Regions from separate parts of the Sus scrofa genome. Here all the other regions are linked to region 2. A link is a contact called in public Hi-C and HiChIP or PLAC-seq data. All regions are on one chromosome and are shown on one strand. Each heading gives the region's core, a stretch centred on a gene start, on an enhancer-like site or on the middle of the called end of the contact. The rest is flanking DNA. Distances are from core to core; before and after follow the strand shown.

Evidence for each region. A called contact is a pair of places that touch in the nucleus more often than the background predicts. HiChIP or PLAC-seq counts read pairs in DNA pulled down with a chosen protein or histone mark.
Region 1: a Hi-C map of skeletal muscle shows a contact between it and region 2, with 5 times the contacts expected there. The contact joins the promoter of KMT2D here to the promoter of DDX23 in region 2. A contact is called at or near these places in 2 of 47 Hi-C or Micro-C datasets (liver and skeletal muscle).
Region 3: a contact with region 2 is called in an H3K27ac HiChIP or PLAC-seq map of alveolar macrophages. The contact joins the promoter of LOC100127131 here to the promoter of DDX23 in region 2. A contact is called at or near these places in 1 of 47 Hi-C or Micro-C datasets (heart right ventricle) and 1 of 2 datasets of contacts at active chromatin or transcription factors (alveolar macrophages).

The regions. Positions count from the first base shown.
Region 1 is chr5:15,089,297-15,094,022 of Sscrofa11.1, reverse strand. KMT2D (histone-lysine N-methyltransferase 2D) reads left to right here and starts at 2,401. Exons shown (of 56, transcript XM_021091593.1): 1 at 2,401-3,991.
Region 2 is chr5:14,908,308-14,912,621 of Sscrofa11.1, reverse strand. It overlaps DDX23 (probable ATP-dependent RNA helicase DDX23), which reads left to right and starts at 2,881. Exons shown (of 17, transcript XM_021091587.1): 1 at 2,881-3,018.
Region 3 is chr5:15,151,860-15,156,176 of Sscrofa11.1, reverse strand. LOC100127131 (tubulin alpha-1C chain) reads right to left here and starts at 2,661. Exons shown (of 6, transcript XM_013988248.2): 1 at 2,578-2,661. It overlaps TUBA1B (tubulin alpha 1b), which reads left to right and starts at 2,557. Exons shown (of 4, transcript NM_001044544.1): 1 at 2,557-2,661; 2 at 4,005-4,227. The coding sequence starts at 2,659.

The DNA.
Region 1 (4,726 bases), core at 1,152-3,651, 180 kb before region 2:
GAAGAAAGACCCTAGTTCCTAATCATGTAAGAACAGTGAAGTAGTGAAAAGGCAGGGACTAAAGTGTTGTGAAGATTTTAGCTTTCTAAAGAGAGTCGAGTAAAGTAAGAAATAATGCCCTGGGAGTTTCCTGATGGCCCAGTGGGTTCAGAACCAAGCACAGTCACTGCTGTGGCTCAGGCCACTGCTGTGCTACAGGTTTGATCCTGGCCCTGGAATTTCCAAACACCCTGGAGCATGGCCAGAAAAAAAGAAAGAAAAGAGAAAGGAAGAAAAAAATGCCCCGATGTATATCAATCCCCACTCCCCACCCTCGTCTTCAATGCCTTTCATTAAAATGGATATTCTTGGAGTGCTTTTGTGGTGCAGCAGTTAGGGATCTGGAGTTGTCACTGCCGTGGTATGGTTCGATCCCTGGCCTGGGAACTTCCACATGCCTCAGACCCATAAAAGGGATGCTCTTTGCTCCTTTCATACCTTTCAAACATTTGAAGTTGTGCTACCTTTTTTAGGTGTCAAAGGCTAAGTTTGGTCCTACCCGGCCTCTACTCCCTACCCCCCCTGGTAGCCCTTGGGCCTAATTGGCCTAATACCTTCTCCAGGGATTTATAAGGATACTTGAATGGTAGCCTTCACAGGAAGGGCATACCTTTCCTGGCAACTTGAAGAACTTGAGGTACTCTGTCAATGCACTTAGTTGGGGAAAATGGACAAAATGTAGGTGGGGTTTTTAGCTGTGACCTTGTTATTGCCTGGCTCCAGACCAGCCAGCTAGTCTTACAGTTGGGGGTGATGGTATGTCACGCTGGTTTTCAGAAGTCCTGCCAGCTGCTTTTGGAGCTCTCATCCGGAATCTAAAAAGAAATAAGGGCTGCTGGAAGGAGCATATTCCAAAGAGCAATGTCTCAGAGGTTTAGGATTCTCTTTATGGTTGTCAGGTTGTCATCACCCTCTCTCCTTACACTAAAATGACGTCCTTTTGCACATGTGACCTGGAATTCTCATTATGGGTACCTACACTTCTGCTGTTATTTCCATAAGGTCTGAGATAGAATAACACATATCTGAGGTTTTCTAGAAGTGTATCAAACAATCTCAAGGCCTGATTAGTAGTAAAGGACAGTGGTTAATGGTTGGCTTGAAACAGTTACTCTTCCACTTAGCTCTGTGACCTTGGCCAGACACTTAACCTCTCTGAGCCTCTGAACCTCTCTGTTTCTCCTTTCTGAAGTGTAGTTAAAGCTTTCTCACAGGATTGAGGTGAAAATGAAACTGAAATGACATATGAAATGCCTAGGCATAGTTCCTTATATATAATAAACCCGTAAGAAATGTTTGCTGTCATGTTATTGGACGTCTTTTTGGTGAGGGTCTGGCCTGCCTGCCTGCCTCTGGATGAAGACAGTAGGGAGAGGCATTATATTTTCAAATTTCTGTCTCTTGGTGAACCTATTCCACTATATTTGGGATAGGTGTGGGGTCTCTGCTGGACTTTTTGGCTAAGTGCAGGGCACATGTCAGTGTGTGACTAGGACAGGACACGCCTTGTCCTGATCCCTCCTATAACTCTGGTCTAGGGATGTAGGTCTCCTGCACTGCCCAATATGGAAGCCACAAGTCACATATGCCTATTCAATTTAGTTTTAAAATTAAACAAATGAAAAGTTCCTTAGTTGCACCACCTACATTTCAAAGTGCCCAATAACTACATGTGGCTAAGCCATATTAATAGTGTAGATATAGTGCATTTCTATCAATGCAGAAAGTTCTATTGGATACCACTGCAAACCCTTTCCCACAAAACCAGCCCTGCACTTGATCTGCCTGCTTTTCTCCACATTTTAACACACACTCACCCCAGGAAAAACATTGATTTGAATCATGCATGGCTCAACTTCTCACTAGATGTGATTCGTTGGGCAATTTTACCTATTTTAGCCTCAGTCTCTTCATACAGCCATAGTTCCACGTAATTCATAACGAGGGTGAAGAATGAGAAGATATAAAGTATCTAGCACATTGTTAATTTGTCTCCTCTTATCCATGCCGTGGTTACAGCTAATGCAGAGAAGTTATTCCAACCCCTTTTCATCCAGACTAATGGGGGAGGGGTGCCTGCAAGTTGAGTGTTTTGGGATCTTGTCTAGAGTAACAGTATTCTGGCCAGGTAGCAGCAAGGCTCCAAGTTACATCTCCTCTGTTTACTAAAAAAGGGGACATAGGCCCTGAAGATCCGGAGAGAAAGACTAGAGGTGCGAGTAGGAGCACCCGGGAAACTCTACATTTATGTTTTGATGGGGGAGGTGATTGTGGGGGCACTAACAGTCCTCTTTCCTCTCGAGAGGGTTTGAGAGCCAGAAGGAACGACCAGGCACTCGATCCGCTTTCCTTTGGGCCCCCGAACGTGGCAGGAACCCACCCTTTGCAGCGCCAGGCGCCGTGCCTCACTTTCTCCATTTGCGGACTCCAGTTCCCAGGATGCAGAGCAGCGGCCAATCTCCTGGCTCTTCTTCCATCCCCCTCCCGGGGAAGATTGCCCCTGGCCGAGGCAAGGGGCAGTTGGAGTCTCAGGGGCCGAAAACTCCGGGAAAACGGAATTAGAAAGTGGCCAGAGCCCTAGTTTCACTAGCCGGGCGGTAAAAGAGGCAGTTCCAGGGCCGGGGCGAAGAGGAGGGGGGCTTCATTCCCACGTGTCTGCACAGCGGCCGGCCCGGCGCGGTCGGGGTTAACCATTGGCGGAGGGATCCCTCAGCGTGTGCGTAGAACTGCAGAGTCACAGCCTTTCCTCCGAGAGGGCTGGATCCCTCCGCCGCTCCGCTCCAACACAAAATAGGGCCGCGTCTTCTCCTTTCTCCCCCTTCTCAAGTGGGGTTCCCCAGGCAAAAGGGCCCCCAGGATCTCGCGCCGGAGGCTTCCTGAATCTCCACGACCGCTGCCGGGATCTCGGGCCAGGAAATAGCCCCTTCGCAGGAACCACCCTACCGGCCGAACAGGAGGCGGAGGGGGGGAGGCGGAGCGGCGCCGCGCTGCACTACTTTCCTCTCCGGTTGCAAATGGCTGCCTCGTTCCCCACTTTCCGCTCAGTTTCCTGACCCCCCGGCGCCGGGAGCCGGGGTTGGGCCATGCACCTCTAGGCCCCCCGCGATCACAGCCAGCCGGGGGTCGAGGGGGTGCCGCCGATCAGAGCCGGCCAGGCCGGGGGCGGGGCAGCTCCCGAGGCCAGAGGGAAAGGGAGGCGAGCGCAGGGCCTGGAGCGGCCGGAGGGGAGCGGGCAGAGGGCTCGCACCGCCCGCCCCTTCCTCTTCCTCGCCCACCTACCCTCCTCCCTTCCCGGGGGGGAGAAGAAGGTGGGGTGCTCGAAGCCGCCGAGGGCGAGCGTTCGGGGTCGAGGAGCCCGGCGCTGGGTGTGTGTCAGGTTCAGCCCCGCGGCCCCGCCGGCTCCGCGTCGCCGTAGCTCGCGCGGCCCCGGGGCGCCGGCCCGAGCGGAGAGAGGGGCTCGGCGCTCCTGCGAGGGTCTCACGTTCCATCCGGGCCCGGCGCGGGCCGGCGCGGCATTCCTTCCGGGCTGCTGGGGAGGCGCCTCGACGTTCCATCTGGAGAGCCTCGACGTTCCGCCCGAGCCCGGCGCGGGCGGCCGGGGCGCTGGCCCGGCCCTAGGACTGAAAGGCCGCCGGGCGACGCGGATGCGGAGCCTGCTCGCCCAAGATCAAAGCCACCGGTGCTCTCTTTGTGTCCGCTCGGGATTCACCGCCCTGGGGCTGTCCATGGAAACCTAAACTGCTGGAACCCGAGGCAGAGAACCCCTCTTTGGCTTCTTGCTTTTTTTGGGGGGGGAAGGGTGGCCACTCCGACCTGGATTTACCGTTCTTGGCCCCCCTAAGCCCCCCCGTGCGGGGGGCGGCTGTGATCGCTCTGGCGGTTGGAGGTCGGGGAGCGGCCCGGGCTCTGGCCATGTTCTCGGATGAGGATTTCTGGATCGCCCTGTGAAGAGGTGAGTGAAGTCCGCCCGGCCAGGGCCCAGAATGGGTTGGACTGGGGGCATAGCCAGATGGACTATCTTGGCCGGAGCTGGCCTGTAGGTTGGAGAAAGGGGTGCCAGAGCTGAGGAGGGTTCCTTTGGCAGGGTCTGTCAAGGGAACCTGAGCCAGTCGCCAGGGCAGAACGGAGGCCTGGTGTCTTGGGGTGTGCCTCTTTAAAGACTGGGGGTTTGGGGAACCACGGGAGTTTGGGAACCTGGCCAGAAAGCCTCTCTGCCTGTTTATTTTTGTGTTGGGGGGAGCTCTACTAAACTAGGACCCAAGCCCTGATGCCAGCACCAATCCCAGTCAGCTGCTTCTCCTTCAGGGTTCCTTGTGGGCCTTGGGAATGGAACAACTTGGGAGCGGGGGTAGGGTGCCACTGCCAGGTCAGACTTATTGCCAGTTTGGACTTTAAGGTTGTTCTTGCCCATCCGGACACCCAGAGCAGTCTCTGGGAGACTCAGGGAACCCCAGATCCTTCACTAGGCCTTATACCCTGTGCACTGGGGAGAGTGTGTGGAAACTGACTAGTGCGATGAAGGGGGTGGCTGGGGCAAGGAGGAGGCGGGGCTGGGGGCAGCTCTGGCCTTGCTATTCAACTTTAAACTACCCCTGCCTGGCAAAGTGACCCCAGCGAGGCCTAGTGCTGTCTTAGGCTGCTTTGCCTCCCCTCCTCTCGGGATGGACATAATCTCTAGGGGATTATA
Region 2 (4,314 bases), core at 1,632-4,131:
CAGATCCTGCATTGCTGTGGCTATGGCTGTGGCTGGCAGCTGCAGCTCCAATTCAACCTCTAGCCGTGGGAACCACCATCTCCCACAAGTGCGGCCTTAAAAAGCCAAAAAAAAAAAAAAAAAAGAGAGAGAGACCTAGACTACCAGTGGTCCTTACTAGAATGTCAGAGTCCCTCTGTCTCCCTCTCTGGAGATGCATATTTTAGAAAGAACTAGCAGGGTAGGACAAACCATGCAAGCATTCTTTAAGCTCAATATTTTACGTGTGTCTTACATGTGCTCAAGTACTAGGGGACACTAAGTTTTGCCACTATGAACTTGGGCAAGCCTAATTGCCTTTCTGGCTCTCAAATTACTCATCTTTAAAGATGACGGAGGAGTTCCTGTGGTGGCTCAGCAGAAATGAACCCAACTAGTATCCATGAGGATACAGATTCGATCCCTGGCCTCGCTCAGTAGGTTAAGGAGCCAGCATTGCTGTGAGCTGTGGTGTAGGTCACAGACGCAGCTCGGATCCCGCGTTGCTGTTGCTGTGGTGTAGGCTGGCAACTGCAGCTCCAATTGATTCCTAGCCTGGAAACTTTCATATGCCGCAGGTGCGGCCCTAAAAATCAAAATAAATAAATAAATTTGAGTGGCTGCTGTGGCCTGGGTCACTGCTGTGGCACAAGTTCAATCCAGGGAACTTCCACATGCCACAGACATGGCCAAAACATAAAAAATAAAGCTAAATGGGGATTTCCCATCGTGGTGTAGCAAAAACAAATCCGACTGGTATCAATGAGGATGCAGGTTCAATCCCTGACCTCCCTCAGTGGGTTAAGGATCCATCCAGTGTTGCCATAAGCTGTGGTGTGGGTCACAGACACAGCTCGGGTCTAGCATTGCTGTGGCTGTGGCACAGGCCGGCAGCTGTAGCTCCGATTCAACCCCTAGCCTGGGAACTTCCATATGCCATGGGTGAGGCCCTAAAATAATAAAAAATAAAAAATAAGTAAAGCTAATTGAACCTGGAATTGAACACTGGCTCCTTTTTTTTTTTTTTTCTGGCTGCGCCTGCAGTATGTTGAAATTTCCAGGCCAGGGATTGAGCCCGAGCCACAGCAGCCACCCAAGCTGCTGCAGTAACAACCCCAGATCCTTAATCCATGGGATCCTTAACTTGCTGCACCACAAGGGAACTTCTGGCTCTGTTAAACGATGTGGTTTTGGAAGGCGTAATTAATCTTTCTGGGTCACAATCTGCTTATCGGTAAAAGGGAGGTAAAGCCCATCTCATACTGTTTATGAGAAGAAGTAAAATGAATAACGTAAGTTATGCGTCCAACACAGAGGTGGGCACTTAAGAGAGTCTCAGTAACTAGGAGCTGCAGTGCTTAAAGATTCCAGTCTACACCTTTGGTCTGATTGTTAGTTCCATTCTGTAGGTGGAGAGCCCTCCAGTGTTCACTGGGTGAATTACACCTAGCAGATCTCAGACACCTTTTCCCTCAGTTGTCTCTCTGGGGTGCAAGTGAGCAGCTCTAAGGCTACAGAGCTCTAAGAGCAGAAGCGTGCCTCTCCCAGGATTACTTTGGGACCTTGTGTGTGAGGATTACTTGGGCCTACCCCAAAGCTTTGCTTCAGTAGAACTGAACACATATTCGGAGAGAAAAACTAGATGTGAGAAGTTCCCCTGTGGCAGAGAAGATTGAAGATCCTGCGTTACTGCAGCTATGACTCAGGTTGCAGCTGTGGTGCTAGTTCCACCCCTGGCCTGGGAACTTCCACATGCCCTGAGTGCGGCCAAAATCAAAACAAACAGACAAAGAACAATAACAAAAATACACAAAAAAAGACCTAGAGCCATGTGGGATTGAAACCAAAAAGCTAATGAGGGGAAAAAGGAAGGAAGGAGGCAGCATTAGTTACTTCCTGGTGTCTATCTAAACTTTTCTAGAAGTTGGAAAGATTTTTGTTTTTGTTGGCGGGGAGAAGGGGCTGAACTATGAAGCATAAGATTACAGAGAAACAAAGTGAAAGTACAATTTGGGGTAAAAACAAAACAAAAAAACCTCAAAACACCTCATTGGAGGGCTGAAGATAGGGAAGGAGGAAGAAGAAAGAAGAAAAATTACGGGAGTTCCCATTGTGGCGCGGCAGGTTAAAAACCAAAGTGTCTGTGAGGATGTGGGTTGGATCCCTGGCCTCTCTCAGTGGGTTAAGGATCAAAAACTGGCCAGATTCCAAAGAGCAAGAAAGTGAGGAAGGCAGGTCCTATCTGCAATGTTGAGAAAACCAGGTGCCACAGTCCCAGAGCTACCATCCTTCCAGGCGGTCTTTGTAACCCCTGTGTGGGCTCACTTTGAGTTGTCATAATAACTAGGGCGTTACCACGGGGCTAGGATCACTAAAATGTCCTCCTACACCTGGGACAGTCTTCCACAATGAACTGTCCCTCCCTCCCTGGAAATAGTAGCCTGCTCCTGTAACTTAACTTTTGGTTTGTCTACCTGTAAAATGGGGGTAGTCACCTATCTCACAGATTTTTGGTAAAAATGCTTTCCCACAAACAGTAAAGTATTTGATGTTGTTACTATAGTTGCTACTACAATTACGTGCTATTGATATCTAAGGAAGGCCTTAAGTTCCTCCGTTGTAAGCCACAAGCCATGATAATCCTTAAAGGCAGCTGCTAGGAAAGCCAGCCTATTCTAATAGGACTGCGCCCACGGAGAGAACAATTTTCTGAGGAGAGCCGACCCAGGAAAAACTCTTCCTCCCTTCCTCCCGCAGACTCAAGTGTTTCGAGAACCACATTGCCCAGAGGCCCCGGTGGTCCAGGGCCGGCTCTCGCGCCGTGCACTCTGGGATTGGTAGTTCTCTGGCCTCGTTGTCAGCCGGCGCACCCCAGCACCAGGAACTCGTCTTCCCAGCTTGCCGCGCGGCCGGGCGAGCAGCCTGGCGACCAGGAAACGGGAAAGATGGCGGCTGTTCGGCGACGTTGAGGCCGCGTTGGGCGGTTCGAACTGAAGAGTGGTAAGTCTCGGGCGGTGGAAGCGATTCCCACGAGCTTGCACAGAGGGCGAGGGTGAGGGCACGGCAGTGGCCCCTGCCTCCGGGGCGAGGCGGGGAAGAACGCCTCAGGGAAGGGGCATGAGGTTGGAAAGCTCTGCCGAGGGGGAGCGGAGGGGCGCGGGCCCCAGGGGGAGTGTTGGTTCCTGGGGGCACAGGGCAGCTTCCTGGACGTGGTTACGCCCGGACCTTTGCCGGTGGGCACAACCCTGTGGTACCCCCAGCCCGACCTTATTCCTTCATGTTTCGAGTAGCCCTTGCTCCAACCAAATTGGAACTCTGGCTTTTCTCCCAGAACCAGTCATGCTTTCCCGCCTCTGCGCCTCCTGTGTTATTTCTTTTGCCGGGAAGGGCTTCTTTCCGGCACCTTCAATTACACATCTTCAAATTCTACCTATATTTAAATGCTCGAGCCACTTCCTCTAGAGATCTTTCCAAATTTCCCACTTACAAATGAAAGGAAACTTCTTTGAACTCCTGTAATAATTCATCTGAGCCTTCATCTTGGTATGTGGCTCATACCTTCTGTTGTTCTGTAAGCTTCTCGTGGACAGGATCTTCCTGATTTCCTTTCGTAACTCACACAGTGCCTAGCACGGTGCCTGGCATATAGTGGATGTTTGGTAAGTACACACTTCATTGACTGGGAAAAAAAAGACTCTGCCCCTGCCCTGCAAGAGTAGAGGAACTCAAAGATCTGGAGGTTAGCGGTACCTGTAATAAAACTTGCCTGCGTTTCTTGTCTTCTTATTCTCACTTCTAACTCTTCTAAACTCACTCCACTCAGGCTTCTACTCCCTCCATGCCACCGAAACAGCTCTTGTCAAAGGTCACCAACCATCTCTGCTTTTCTAAATGTAAGGGTCACTCCTTCATCTCTTAGTCTTTCTCCACTTGATGCAGATAACCACTCCCTCACTGAAACACACTTTTGGCTTCTGTGACGCCATACTTTACTAATTTTTCTTTTTCTCATTAGTTGTTGTTTCTGTTTTTTTAAATTTTAATTCTTATTTTTTTTTGTCTTTTTGCCTTTTCTAGGGCTGCTCCTGCAGCATATGGAGGTTCCCAGGCTAGGGATCTAATCGGAGCTGTAGCTGCCCACCTACACCACAGCCACAGCAACACGGGATCCGAGCCACATCTGTGACCTACACCACAGCTCACGGCAGCGCTGGATCCTTAACCCACTGGGCAAGGCCAGGAATCAAACCCGCAACCTCATGGTTCCTAGTCGGATTCGTTAACCACTGCGCCACG
Region 3 (4,317 bases), core at 1,412-3,911, 240 kb before region 2:
TTCCACTTTTCCCAAGTGCTACTGCTAATTGCACCTGGTGTTCCTTGATGATAGCTACAAGGTAATAAGACTTTTGAAGCTTCCCTTTTGTCTTTAAGCCTTCACGCCACCTTAAACAAGAACTTCAAGGAGGCATACATGACTTGAAGTGTGGCTCCATAGGGAGAATCTTTCTCCTTTGGGCTGGAGTAAGTGCCAATGAAATTTATGATCAGAGATCTCTCTCTAACATTAGAAGAGCCATCTGATTCCATAGCCAAAGCAATAACAACCCAACAATGATCACTTTACTTGTTTATTAAAGTAATTTTGGGTAACTGCACGGCCTTTGATTATCTGCTTTCTGAGCAAGGAGGCATTTGTATGATAGCAAATACCACCCGTTGAACATAGATAAGTGTGTCTAGAGAAACAGACACTCAATTACACAAAAATGGGGAACAAGTCCATGACTACAACTTTCATTTGATGACCTGCCTGATTTTTTTGGCCTAGTTAGCAGTTACCCTCAAGTATGGGCTCCTGGTTTAGAACCATCATACAAAGTGCTTTGTGTTTATTTCCTGTTAAATCTTTGTAGAAATGACTTACCCCGTAAAGTGATGCTAGCTCAACGCTTCAAGACAATCTCCAATGCTTAAGACCGTGGTAAGATATAGTTTAGATGGAAATGCCTAAGAGTTCGCCCCCCTTCCTCACTGTGGCCTCAATTATTTTAAATCTGCACTTTCCCACATGGGAGATGACAACCAGGAAAGGGTCCTTTTGGCACCAAGGGGAAAGATCTTGATCAAAGGGGGTAAATGTGTGAAATTCCTGTTGTGGCTCAGTGGTAACAAATCTGACTAGGCTCCAAGAGAATGCAGGTTTGATCCCTGGCCTCGATCAGTGGGTTAGGGATCCATCGGTTGTTGTAAGCTGTGGCATAGGTCACAGACAGGACTTGGATCCCACATTGCTGTGGCTGTGGTGTAGGCTTCAACCCCTAGCCTGGCAACTTCCAAATGCTGTGGGTGTGGCCATAAAAAGACAAAAAAAGGGGTGGTAGTGGTAAATGGATACATTAATAAAGGGAACTTTTTTTTTTTTTCTTTTTTTTTGGCTGTGTCCTTAACACACAGAAGTTCCCAGGCCTGGGATTGAACCCTTGCCATAGTAGTGACAACAGTGGATCCTTAACCTGCTGAGGAAACTCCAGGAAACTTCATTTTCAATGGAGTCAGGAAACCCTGAAGGCAGAACTCAACAACCTAGCACTATTTGCAACCTACCTAATCAGCAGGAAGAAGGATGATAAAAATGTTACTTTTCTTCTGGTTGGTACAAGGGAGGACATTTTCACATAGGAATTTTATCTCTAGCTTTTAAAAAAGTAAGGAAGATCACTGCCTGCCCCAGCAACAACACTAACCACTGCTTGCAGCCAATGAGAAATGGCCACATTCTTGAACTCTCCAAAGAACTTTTCTTTAAACAATCCTCCCCAATTTCTTTCTAAAATCTAATAAAATCCCCTCTCCTTTGTTCTCTGGATTTGTCTATGATTCCCCATAGCTTGCTTGTCCCAATTGCAATTCTCTGCTACTCCCAAATAAATCCATCTTGATGGTAAAAAAAACTGATTTATTTTTTGAGGTTGACAATGTATATAAATGTAAAATACTATGTTGTACACCTGAAAAACAACATTATATGTCAATTATGTTTCAATTAAAAAAAGTTTTACAAAACTCTAAACAGCACAAGGAATCTCTACTTCCTAACATCTTTCAGGATCAAACAATTTCTTCCCTCCCCAATTTTCAATTCAGCTACTAAATCTGAAATGTGCCTTGAAATATTTCTTTCTAAAAGGCCCTGTTCAATGAAGTTGGTTGGTTTAGGTCTAAAAATGGAGACTACTCTGCCCTTTTAACAGTTTAGATGTTCAGTGCTTAGGTACTTTTTGAATGACTGAAATACTATTTGCTTCCAATGTTCAGAACCTTTAGTTCAAAGGACAAGTCACGACGGTAATCCAAATACAACTACGCTGTTTTCTAAACCTTGCTCCTCCACATTAACAGGTAAATGCATTCGCAACTGCCTTTAAAGGAACTGAGAAGGGAAAAAGGCAAAACTCACTGACAAATTATGACAACGTGAAAATAATCAGCTGAGCTATCCAGACCAGAAGTTTCTGCATTTCCTGGTGCTTCATCTTTAAAATTGTGTGCTTCTTAAATCAGGATTCTTCCAAATTAAGGCAATCGAGCCTCCATCCCCGTCTCGGCCTATTCGGAACCTGCGCCCCACCCCCACCCTCACCCCCGCCCAGGCCCCGGCAGCCATGCGCCAAAGACTGCAGCACCCAAGCTCGAAGCCCGCAGGCGCGGCGGACCCCGCCCCGCAAGGCCGGCGCGGGGAGGTGGCTAGGGGCCAGGAGCCCGCCTCTGCGGAGGCCTAGTCGGACGCCGACTGGGTGCGCCGGGCCCGGGGAGGGGCCGGCGGCCATGGCGCCGCCTGCGCCCGCCCGCCCCTCCTCGGACCGCTATTTAAGGGGCTCCCGCGTAGCCTCCGCCTCAGTGCGTTACTCACCTCGACTCTTAGCTTGTCGGGGACGGTAACCAGGACTCGGTGTCTACTCCTGTTGCCTGCGCTTGCTGACCGGTAACCACCATGGTGAGTAGACTGCCCACCTCGCTCGGGAAGATGGGGAAGAACGAACCGGGGGAGCTCGAAGGCTTCTAGCTAGAGAGGGCTGGGGCCAGCGCTGTCCACTTGGAGGATGAAGAGCAGGGCGAGAGCCGAGGGTGGGAGTAGATACTGGAGAACCGCTGGGGCCCGGAAGTGGGAGGCCACCTTGTTTTCTTCTAGGACTCTGGAAGGGGATTGCAGGGCACCGGCTCTCCTTCACTGCGGTTGGGGCTCTCCTTTAGCCTTTAACTCCTGGGCGCGGTGCCCCGAGACCCTGCAGTCTTTTCCCGCGTGTTCCCATCCCCCTCTCCTTCCCCCCACCTCTGGCGGGCGCGCGCGCGGGCTCTCCCCGCCCTCACTTCCTCCTCAGCGCTAAAAGCGTAGGCGGGAAGGAGCTCGACACAAAAGCGCAGGCGCGACCGTTACCTTCCCGCCAGGGAGCGGTGGGAAAGCCCGCCACTGCAGAGTGCGCATGCGTGCTGGGGCGCTGCAGGTCTAGGGTTGGAGGGCGTGTCTCCTGCTACCCAGAGTTCTCTTAAAAAAGTGCAGTAATCAATATGGAGAAGGGTTCCTCACCATTGTGCGGCACCACGGCAGTGTATTAGGACAACTAGCTCTTAAGAGCATCTAAAAGCCATCTGTCCTCTTCTGCCTTAGGAATGTGTGTGGGAGCAGGTGGTGGTGAGGGGTTTTGAAGGAACGGAAATCGGATCTTGGTCCAGATCTGGGCCGCCGATAATCCCCTGCTGCGTTGTGACGGATGTGGAGATGCTGGGCAGCGTAGGACGGTTGGCGATGGCTGCGTCTCTGCAGACGTGGCTGTCACGAGCCTTTGCAGCTGCGCAGCTCAGAGGCTGCAGGGAGCAGCGGGGGCGCGCACGCGCGCACGCCCCCTCTGAATTGCTCATTCATGCTGTGCCGCAGAGCTCCGCCCCTCCTCCCTGTGGCCAGACATTTCCTCTGCACTGCTCTGGCCATGTGCTTCCTGAGCTGGGAGCTGTCCGGAAGTCTGGCCACCTCCTCTAAAATGGGATTCTGAGGCCTGAAGGCTAGATGATGGCCTTCTCCCTATCTTGATCCTTCAAAGGAGGAAGCGATGACTAAGCTCTTCTTGGCCTGGAAAGATGCCTTCTCAATTTAGAGGAGAAAAGGAAATTAATCAAAAGTAATATAGATCAAAAGTAAAGACCTTCTTCCCTAGATTTAAAAGAAATACATTTTCATTCATTTCAAAAGAGGAAATTTGTAAAATTAACCATCCATAAGCATCTGTTCTGCTTCTTTCACCACTAATTGGTTTCATCTTTTTTTTCCCTACTTTCTCACAGCGTGAGTGCATCTCCATCCACGTTGGCCAAGCTGGTGTCCAGATCGGCAATGCCTGCTGGGAGCTCTACTGCCTGGAACACGGCATCCAGCCCGATGGCCAGATGCCGAGTGACAAGACCATTGGGGGAGGAGATGACTCCTTCAACACCTTCTTCAGTGAGACAGGCGCTGGCAAGCATGTGCCCAGGGCAGTGTTTGTAGACCTGGAACCCACAGTCATTGGTGAGTTGACCTCAGGCACCCGAGTGAGATCCCGGAGCAGGGGAGTCTAGGTCAGGAGGTGTGTCTTGGGGGCTCCACGGCAGCCCTGGG